2 separate regions of the Ctenopharyngodon idella genome follow, and region 2 is linked to region 1. Evidence: chromatin contacts called from public Hi-C data. All regions are on one chromosome and are shown on one strand. The core of a region is the stretch at or near the end of the contact, and the rest is flanking DNA. Distances in the headings are between cores, read along the strand shown.

Region 1 (4,435 bases), core at 1,761-4,260:
ATGTGTATGCGAATTAAACTTTAGAAGAGACATGTGGAAACCTTTTACTATATACCTTAAAGGGTTAGTTCACCCAAAAATGAAAATTATTCCATGATTTACTCGCCCTCAAGCCATCCTAGGTGTATATGACCATCTTCTTTCAGACGAACACAATTGGAGATATTTTTTTAAAATATCCTTAGTCCTCCAAGGTTTATAATGGCTGTGAATATGGGGCCACATTTTGAACAACAACAAAAAAAATGCATCCATCCATAATCAAAGTAATACATACGACTCCAGTGGGTCAATAAAGGTCTTTTGAAGTGAAGCAATGCATTTTTGTAAGAAAAATATCCATATTTAAAAATTAATAAATTCAAATAACTAGCTTCCAGCGGATGACCGTACGCATACTGCGTGAGTTGATTTGGGCGGAAGAGTATCCTTTGACCCGAACGCTATGACGAACGTGGAAGCGCAGAGGAGAGAGCAAAACAAAACACCGGTCATGAATTAGAAGTCTAAAACAAGAAATGTAAAGAGAAATGTCATATCGAAATCCTCTAAGAGAAGAGGAGCTTGAGTTTGTTGCACAGCCCTATTTGTTTGAACCGTGAGATGCGTCTAAGCTTACAATACTCCTACATCCTGCGTCATACATCAGGTCAGGGGGTTGCTCATTTGGCGCCAGTTGAGTTGCGCAGTATGCGTACGGTCGTCCGCCGGAAGCAATTTATATGAATTTATAAAGTTTTAAATATGGATATTTTTCTTACAAAAATGCATCTCTTCTTCTTTATTAACCCACTGGAGCCGTACGGATTACTGTTTTATGGATGGATGCATTTTTTTTTTTTTTTTTGTTCAAAATGCAGCCCCCCATTCACAACCATTATAAACCTTGGAGGACTAAGGATATTTTTAAAAATATCTCTGATTGTGTTCGTCTGAAAGAAGTTGGTCATATACACCTAGGATGGTTTGAGGGTGAGTAAATCATGGCATAATTTTTGGGTGAACTATCCTTTTAATACTTAATGTTTGTATTTATTTAATTACCGTTTTTGGACTCGGACATGCAATGCAGCAGGCAATGACATGTCATACATCTTGATGTATAGCTATGGCTTCCAAACAAAGCTATCCATCCAGAGCAGAAAAAGAAAAAGCGCCAAGAACGTGAAGCAGGTATGTATTTTTCTATAATATCTTAAATTCTTTAGTCTTAAGCCATGCAATGAATTCGTTTTAAAAACAATACTCAAGACCAGATCTCCAGATTCAGTATTAGCCTACTGTTTCATTAGAAATGCCCCATGATGAAATGTAATTTTCAGTTTGTGATGGTACACATCAATAATCAAAATGTTCTTAGAAATAAACACATTCCTGTTCAGCCATGCAAGCTATCATGTGACTCCTGTCAGCGCTTTAAAAAATGCACATTGGGCTAAAGTTTTCATATTTAGAGTTTTCATATTTCATATATAGAGAAACTGTGGCACCTGGGGAGTGTTTGGGAGGGTTAGGTGCCTTGCTGGAGCACCTCAGTTGTGGGTAATGAGAGTGGAAGACAGTGCTGTTCATTCACTCCTCCACCTACCTTTCCTGCTGGTAATGAGACTGGAACCCACAACCTTCTGGTTACAAGTCTGAATCTGCCTCCTATTATTCAAGAAATTTTCTATAAATGCTATGCAGAAAATGATTTTACTCCCTGAAAGATATCACTTCAAAGTACCATTGTTGTGTTAAAACGAAAGGGTCGTAGTTATTAGTTGGCTAAGTATGGTGGAACTTCTGGAACTAACATCGCTTACAGCGTTTTTAACTTTTTTTTTTTTCTTCTTTTTTTTTGTATTAAGTTAAAATGTGTTATGGGTCCATGGGGTCAAATACAAATAAGAAGATGATCAAAATTGAAAGAAAAAAAAGTGGTGTGTTATTTCATCTTTCTTTGTGTGTATGTTATGTTGTATTAACCGGCACATTGCTGTAGTAACATTCCATGTACTGTTTCTAAAAACCTGAAAGAGACCATAAAAGTTTTCTATTTGAATATATTTTAACATGTCATTTATTCTTGTGATGACACAGCTGAATTTTCAGCATCATTACTCCAGTCTTCAGTGTCACATGATCCCTCCAGAAATCATTCTAATATGCTGATTTGCTGCTCATTGAACATTTCTTCTTATTATTATCAGTGTTGAAAACAGATGTGCTGCTTAATATTTTTGAGGAAACTTTTTTTTTTCAGGATTATTTGATGAATAGAAAGTACAGACATTTGTAATTGAAATCTTTATTGTAAAAGTCTTTACTGTCACTTTTGTTCAATTTAATGCATCCGTGCTAAATAAAAGTATTAATTTCTTTAAAAAAAAAAAAACTTATTAACCCCAGACTTTTGAACATTTGGTAATGCAATAAAATATCTTTTATGTCTTAAAGGTATAGTGATCAAAGTCTAACTCCTGTATGTGGAAATAAATTGTCACTAAGTCTCTTTTAATTTCCCACTGAGGTCAGGCATGTGTGTGCTTGTCTAAAGAAAGATTGATTGGACAAGTGTCCCAGTTCGGATGCCAAGAAAACAGGTCTGCTGTCAGTATCTGTACAGAATCAATGATAAAACAAACTAGCTCTGTGATCCATGCCACACTATTGGAAGGTCCTGATGTTATAATATAACAACTAGAAAAGAATAACCACACTGGAACTCCTCAACTGACAGTAGTCTAATTCCTTGACCACGCTTTATAGAAAAGAAGAATTTTTCAATAACAGTTTGCACACAAGTAATTTCTTTCAATTTCAGACTCAAATTAACTTGTAACTTGTTGCAATTCTGAAGTCATTAAAAAGCTTGCCCGCTTAGCAAGAGAAGCAAAGGGCTATTTTTAAATCAGCAATGTACGCCCCCCTCCTTTCAAGCCAGCTCTTTGAGTGACAGCACAGCTGTGATAAACTAGTTCCTACCTTCATCCAACACAAGATTCCACTTCATAGGGAGACGGTGGGTATCTCTTCTCTTTCCCTCTCTATTTTAACTTCCTTTATGACTGCGCCCCTATCACCAGCATCTAGCTCAGGGTGTGGGAGGGGATCTGTGTGTGCTCAAGTGTGTATTTGTGTGAGAGACTCAACTCAGGTGGGCAACTACAAGGAACCCCAGGACATATACTTGCAGTAGTAGTCGTCTTCTCTGAGGGGGCCCTGTAATAACATGGACCGTGCGTACTGAGGGCACAGACCGCACCATGGTGGCTGAGGAGGTTATCATCACCCTATCCGGAGGAGCACCATGGGGCTTCCGACTACAGGGAGGAATCGAGCAGCAGAAGCCTCTGCAGGTCGCCAAGGTATGACTGCTGGAAACACGTCAGAATAAAATAAACTTAAAACTTTAAGTCATCACTTTAAGACTTTTAATGGTATGTCTGCCTACAATTCTTCAGTTCTAAGGAAACTTAAGATGTTTAAAGCAGCCTTAAGATGTAATAGATACCAGAAGCACAGGCCCCTGCACTCTGAGTGAGGTGTGGAACTGATCCTTTACCAAAAAAGCAGATTCATAGAGCTGTGAACTTTCAAATACCATCTGAACTGCAGACAACCCCCTTAACATTTTGAGCACAAACTGTACATTAATAGTAATAGTAACAATTCAAGGGTAGATTACCAGTAACAAGCCAAACTTGAATGATAATTAGCTGAAATATTTGATATGTAATTTATGACTAGTAGTTCATGAGAAGCTGTGTTAAGTGTTACTATAGTACATGTATCAATCATGTGATGTTGATTTCTGCTGTTATTTAGCAGATAGCAGATGTTAGTGAATATAATATAAATTAGGGATGTTGAACTTTGTACTACACACTGTTTTAGTTCATGACTGTCCTCAGCCTTTGAGGATTCAGGTCATATTTAATAACATTTGCCCTAATTAAATCTAGTTTGGTCCCATGCCACACTATGCTTGTCATCTCTCAAATAAATCAGTCTACTTTCTCCCAAATACATCAGACTTTGTTTTCTTTATACAGGATACAATGTCCTGCATATAATGTATTTACCAAGTAATGATAAAGGAGTTATACTAATTGATGGTGATGTTGTTATCATTGATTTTTGTAATTGTACTATTTTCTATCTATCTGTATAATAATGTTATCTGATCAGGGTAGTTTGATGTATCCATTAATACTGGCTGTCATGAGGAGTATTGGGTTTTTTTTATTGGTAGCTGGATGCTTGTCATCAAAAGGCAATTAGATTAAACTAATGGTATGGACACTCCCCCAGAACAAGATGCCGTTTACTAACAGGGCAGTTGCCAGATCCCAGTTCACCACTAGGCCCTGAACCTGTAACCTCTGCAGCTGTATCTCAAAAACCACAGGCAACCAAGTACAGGATTAGAATCAGAAATAGAAAACCAGAT
Region 2 (4,680 bases), core at 1,264-3,763, 170 kb after region 1:
GTATCTTTGTAACGCTCTTATATGTGGTTGCTCCTATTTATTTATTTTTTAAATAAAACTGCAGTTCTACACATTGTTTCCTTTTTCTATAAAATATGTAGTGCACTGTAAAAAAGAATTGTTGTTTTAACTTAAGTAAGTTACCTGGTTGCCTTAAAATTTTGAGTTCATTGAAATTAAAAATTTGAGTTAATACAATGAAGGTGATTGTTTTAATCAATAGAAACACAAAATATTATGTTATCTGAACCGCATTAATTATCGAAGTTGATTTGACGAAAATAATTTTTACAGTGTGGAGCAAGTTCTTTCATAATAAAATTTGCAAGTATTGTAATTTTTCCTTTGAAAAATTATATTTACTGTGTCGAGTGACATAACTGAACTTAAAAGAATAGCTGGGTCTATTTATAGAGATGTTTCTCTAGCCTTTAGACAGTGCTGTCCTCGTCCAAATCATTACTGACAGCATCTGTGGATATCAGTTTTCTCAACCATAACTCTCAGGTTTTTTCATTTGCATTTAGGGGATCATAGCAAAAGTTGCTTCTAAGAATGAGTGGGCTTTCACATGACACAAGGCCTACTCTTACAGGAACACAATGAATAGGGAGGGATGCAGACTTTTACTAGTAGGCCTATTATTTTCTTGCTATGGTTCTGCCAGCAGTGAGTTGATTGTATGCTGCATCGACCCAAAGGATAAACACATGCTGAACTGTATGAGTCCACCTTGTGGAATGTGCACAAAGGATTGTGGGTTATTGAAAGACGTGAAAGCTACACTTGGTGCATCCTTCAAAATGAGTTGAAAGAAGGATGAAAACTGCCTTCTAAGGATCCTTTAAATTGAGGCACTTCGGCAGCACTTGATGACATGGGTGCTGAGATATGCACCCTTACTTGGATGCAGCCTTCCATTTGAGAAGCACTTATAGAGTGCATTGATGCTCCCTGGTTGTCACGGTGCATTGTGGGACTTTTTAGGGAGCAAACGTTTCAGTGCACTTTAACACCTTAATTAAAAAACATTAACTAATTTTACTGGGCCCAAACTTTTGAATGGCTGTATAAACTCTAGAATTCAGTTTAGTAAAGGCTCAGAAATATTGAGCATAAAATTTGCTGTTGTATGAGACATTTTAATCATTTCTTCTCTCAAAGGTACCCTGGATCATTCATAATGCATGTAATCATGTCTGTGCACTCTGATACGTGGTTAAAATGCTCTTACACAATGCACCATCTGCTCTTTCAGGCAATGCCCTCCTGTGGGCAACGTGCCATTTGCCAATTCAGAGGTGGTTCTTAAAAAAATACATATGACATTAAACATTACAGCAAGAAATGTTTGCACACCTCTGCCCAATAGTCCTTCATGTAAATGGGTTGGAAAAGTAAATATATATATATATAGTTTTATAACTATATATTTTGAGTCTTACCCCAAGCAGTTACTGGTTTATGTGCTCTCTAGGGAGGCAGGATCTGCATCATAACCTGATGTGGCATGGAAAACCCCCTCAAGTGTGTCACTAACAGCAGTCGTTCATTCAGCCACTGTGACTGGCGTGTCCTCTGGGGTCCATCGTTATCCTCAAACCTCTAAACCATGCCACTTGTACATCTGCGGATGTTATAAATAACATTAATTCATTACATTTAGCTTGCCGTTATGTTCCAGTTCTCAGCTTGAGAAAAAAAAAATGATTATTGCAAAATAAACAACAACAGAAGCTATCAAAATCATGGAAAAAAAGACATTACATTATGGTACACGCTGAAGTTTAGAAGATGAAGTATTGAAGCTGAAATTTAGACTAAGAGTGTTTAACTAGTCTCCAGCCTAGTCAACAGGCCTTTCAACAGGTTGGCGGACCAGCTAAACCAGTAGAGAACCAATTTGGCTGGGAGACCAGCTAGACGAGCTTAAACTATCTAATACCAGCAAACCAGCTTAGGCTGGTTTAAGGTGTTGTTGTTTTTTTTTAGGTTAACTAAAACAGTGGAAACACATAATTTAAATATTCAAAATACATAAATAGTGGCTGATAATTACGTTTTTAGTAAATTAAATATAGGGCCCCACAGAATGTCTGAAGGGTTTTGAGCCTTAAGGGTTAGACTCATTTAAGGTGCCTCATTTCCAAAACAGTTGACAAGGCCAATAGTGGGACTACTGTCTCTTTAATAATTCCTCTCTAATGAAAATCCCTCGTCCTCCGCCTCCCCGTCCCGTGTGCGAAATTACGAACTCTACTATGTAAAAGAGACTTGGCTAATTAATATTTATTAGATCATGCTGGCGTTGCTTGGTAACCCCACTAACATGTGCGTCACAAAAGCTAATTAATATTCATGTACCAAAATACTCACCACATGATGATTCGTTGATTCGCCAGGTGATTAGCTCAGCGTCTGTATTTCGGCGAATCAGGTGGACCTACCGGGGGAACGCCACATTCCTTAATTAATATTCATGAGCTAAGCCTTCAGCATAGTATGATTGGTCAATTTGCGTGCGCTGTGCTTACGTACACCGGGGGTTCCAGGGATCAGGCATGAGTGACAGAGCTCGCCTCTGGGGGAAACGGAGCGACTTAAAACTGCAAGTCTCGCGGCTGTTAGTATAAAGCAACTTTTATCATGCAATGTAGGTTGAACCAAAACTTGGAAAAAGTTGTTTGTTTTTTAATGATTTGTTGAATGGAAATGGAGGCTGCACACTGGACTCGAGACGCCCAGTGGCTGCAGTCGCGTGACAACATTCTTCTCTCTCTGCTCTCAGTTAGGTCTTGATGAGTTTTTATCATACCTACCGATATATTACTATAAATATAATGTGAGTCTAAAAATATACTATTCTGTAGTCAGTGGCGTTTCTGATAATGTTTTGAATTTGTTGAATTCGTAGGCTATTGGCTTTTGGCAACATATGATTCAGTGATGCTCATGCTCTTTGAGGTGTTTTGTCATGCCTGACGTGTGTAGTTTCTATCTGGTCAAAAATCTAGTGATATCCATAATATATGGTTATAGTAGCTACACGTAAGTATAGGTTACAATTTTGTGTATTGTGACATATCTTCAGGTGGCAAGTATTTTTTTTTTTTTTTTTTCTTGGAAGGTCAATATTTTCTTGGGAAACCTTAGTGTAAACAGTAAGTATTTATAATAGAAACTTTTTTTAACAATACAGTAATTGTTACAGACACTAAATAGACATGAGGGACATTACATAAAGACTGTTTATGCAGACAATTGACCAAATAATCAATTATTACAATATCCTGTTGCATTGTGTTTTTGTTTGGAATAATGTTGGTTGTGCTGATCATGTACAGAACAAATGGAACCCAGCTAATAATGTGGGATATATTAAAATTGCTCATGAGCAAAAAATTAATATGTGATACAAACATAATTTATAAGTGTGTGTATATATACATTTAGAGATACAGACAGATAAGAAAGAAAGAAGACAGACGCACAGAAAAATAGATAAGAAAGATACTGTAGATAGACAGATAGACTAAAGCTCTTTGAAAGTTTGTTCTCTGAAGAGTTAGCAGTTTCTACACTCACCAATTTTTAATGTAATTTTGGCCCATTTAAACATCCGTTATGGGAAAACCATAGCTCTGGTTAGAAAAGATTGAATCAGAAAAGCAAATTGAATCAAAAAGTCCTAAAAACCCTAGTGCATGTTTTTACAGTAAATAGTATTGTCTTTGTCAAGGCATTATAATGACAAGCACTATATCAGAGTAATGTCACACACTGTCCAGGATTTGCAAGCTTGTTCTCTGAAATGCTGCCTATGAAGGCCTGATTGTTGAACATTCATGTACAGTATTACTTCAAATTCTTCCACTGACAAAGAGGGCTAAACTTAGCTGCTAACTAGAGGTCTCCCAAATTAGGCAGGGCGAACAGGCAGGTCCTCAGTGGTTATCTTCTCTCTGATGTCTCAGTGCGGACCTTGTGATGGCAGGAGAGAGTGCTGGTGCACGAGAGGTCCTCTTATCTTGGTTCTCTGAGAGCAATAAGAGCATATCAGGCGTTTCTCACTGCCACTTGTTCATTGTCTAAAGCTGCTCATAAAAAAACCTCCAGATGCCTCTGGATGTTTGGGATAACATTCTCTCAGATGCCATTCAAGGTTCGTTTGCAATAAAGAAATTAAGAATAAGAGAAAATTACCTCCTACCTTAATAACTACAATGTTTTAAAAGTTAGTATGACTTTAGAGTGATTTATTGCATCTAAAGTTATTGTATTAATGAAGTTACACTACTGTTCAAAGTTCTGGGGTCGGTAAGATTTTTTTAATGTTTTTGAAAATCTCTTCTGCTCACCAAGGCTGCATTTATATGATTAAAAATACAGTAAAATCAGTAATATGTCAAATATTTTTACAATTCAAAATAACCGTTTTCTGTTTTAATATATTTTAAAATGTAATTTATTCATTTTGTGATGGCAAAACTAAATTTTTAGTAGCCATTACTCCAGTCATCAGTCTCACATGATCCTTCAGAAATCATTCTAATATTATGATTTGGTACTCAAAAAAAACATTTCTTATTATTATCAATGTTGAAAACGGTTGTGCTGCTTAATATTTTTATGGAAACTGTGATGCACTTTTTTCAATATTCTTTGAAAGAAAGTTCAAAA

What was found. Hi-C and Micro-C count contacts between places; a contact is called where the count stands out from the background.
Region 2: a Hi-C map of muscle shows a contact between it and region 1, with 2.0 times the contacts expected there. The contact joins the promoter of ldb3a here to the promoter of synpo2la in region 1. A contact is called at or near these places in 2 of 2 Hi-C or Micro-C datasets (both in muscle).

The regions. Positions count from the first base shown.
Region 1 is chr13:7,830,416-7,834,850 of HZGC01, forward strand. synpo2la (synaptopodin 2-like a) reads left to right here and starts at 3,011. Exons shown (of 4, transcript XM_051918106.1): 1 at 3,011-3,350. The coding sequence starts at 3,249.
Region 2 is chr13:8,004,692-8,009,371 of HZGC01, forward strand. It overlaps ldb3a (LIM domain binding 3a), which reads left to right and starts at 2,514. Exons shown (of 15, transcript XM_051916161.1): 1 at 2,514-2,653. opn4a (opsin 4a (melanopsin)) reads left to right here. Exons shown (of 11, transcript XM_051916171.1): 11 at 1-71.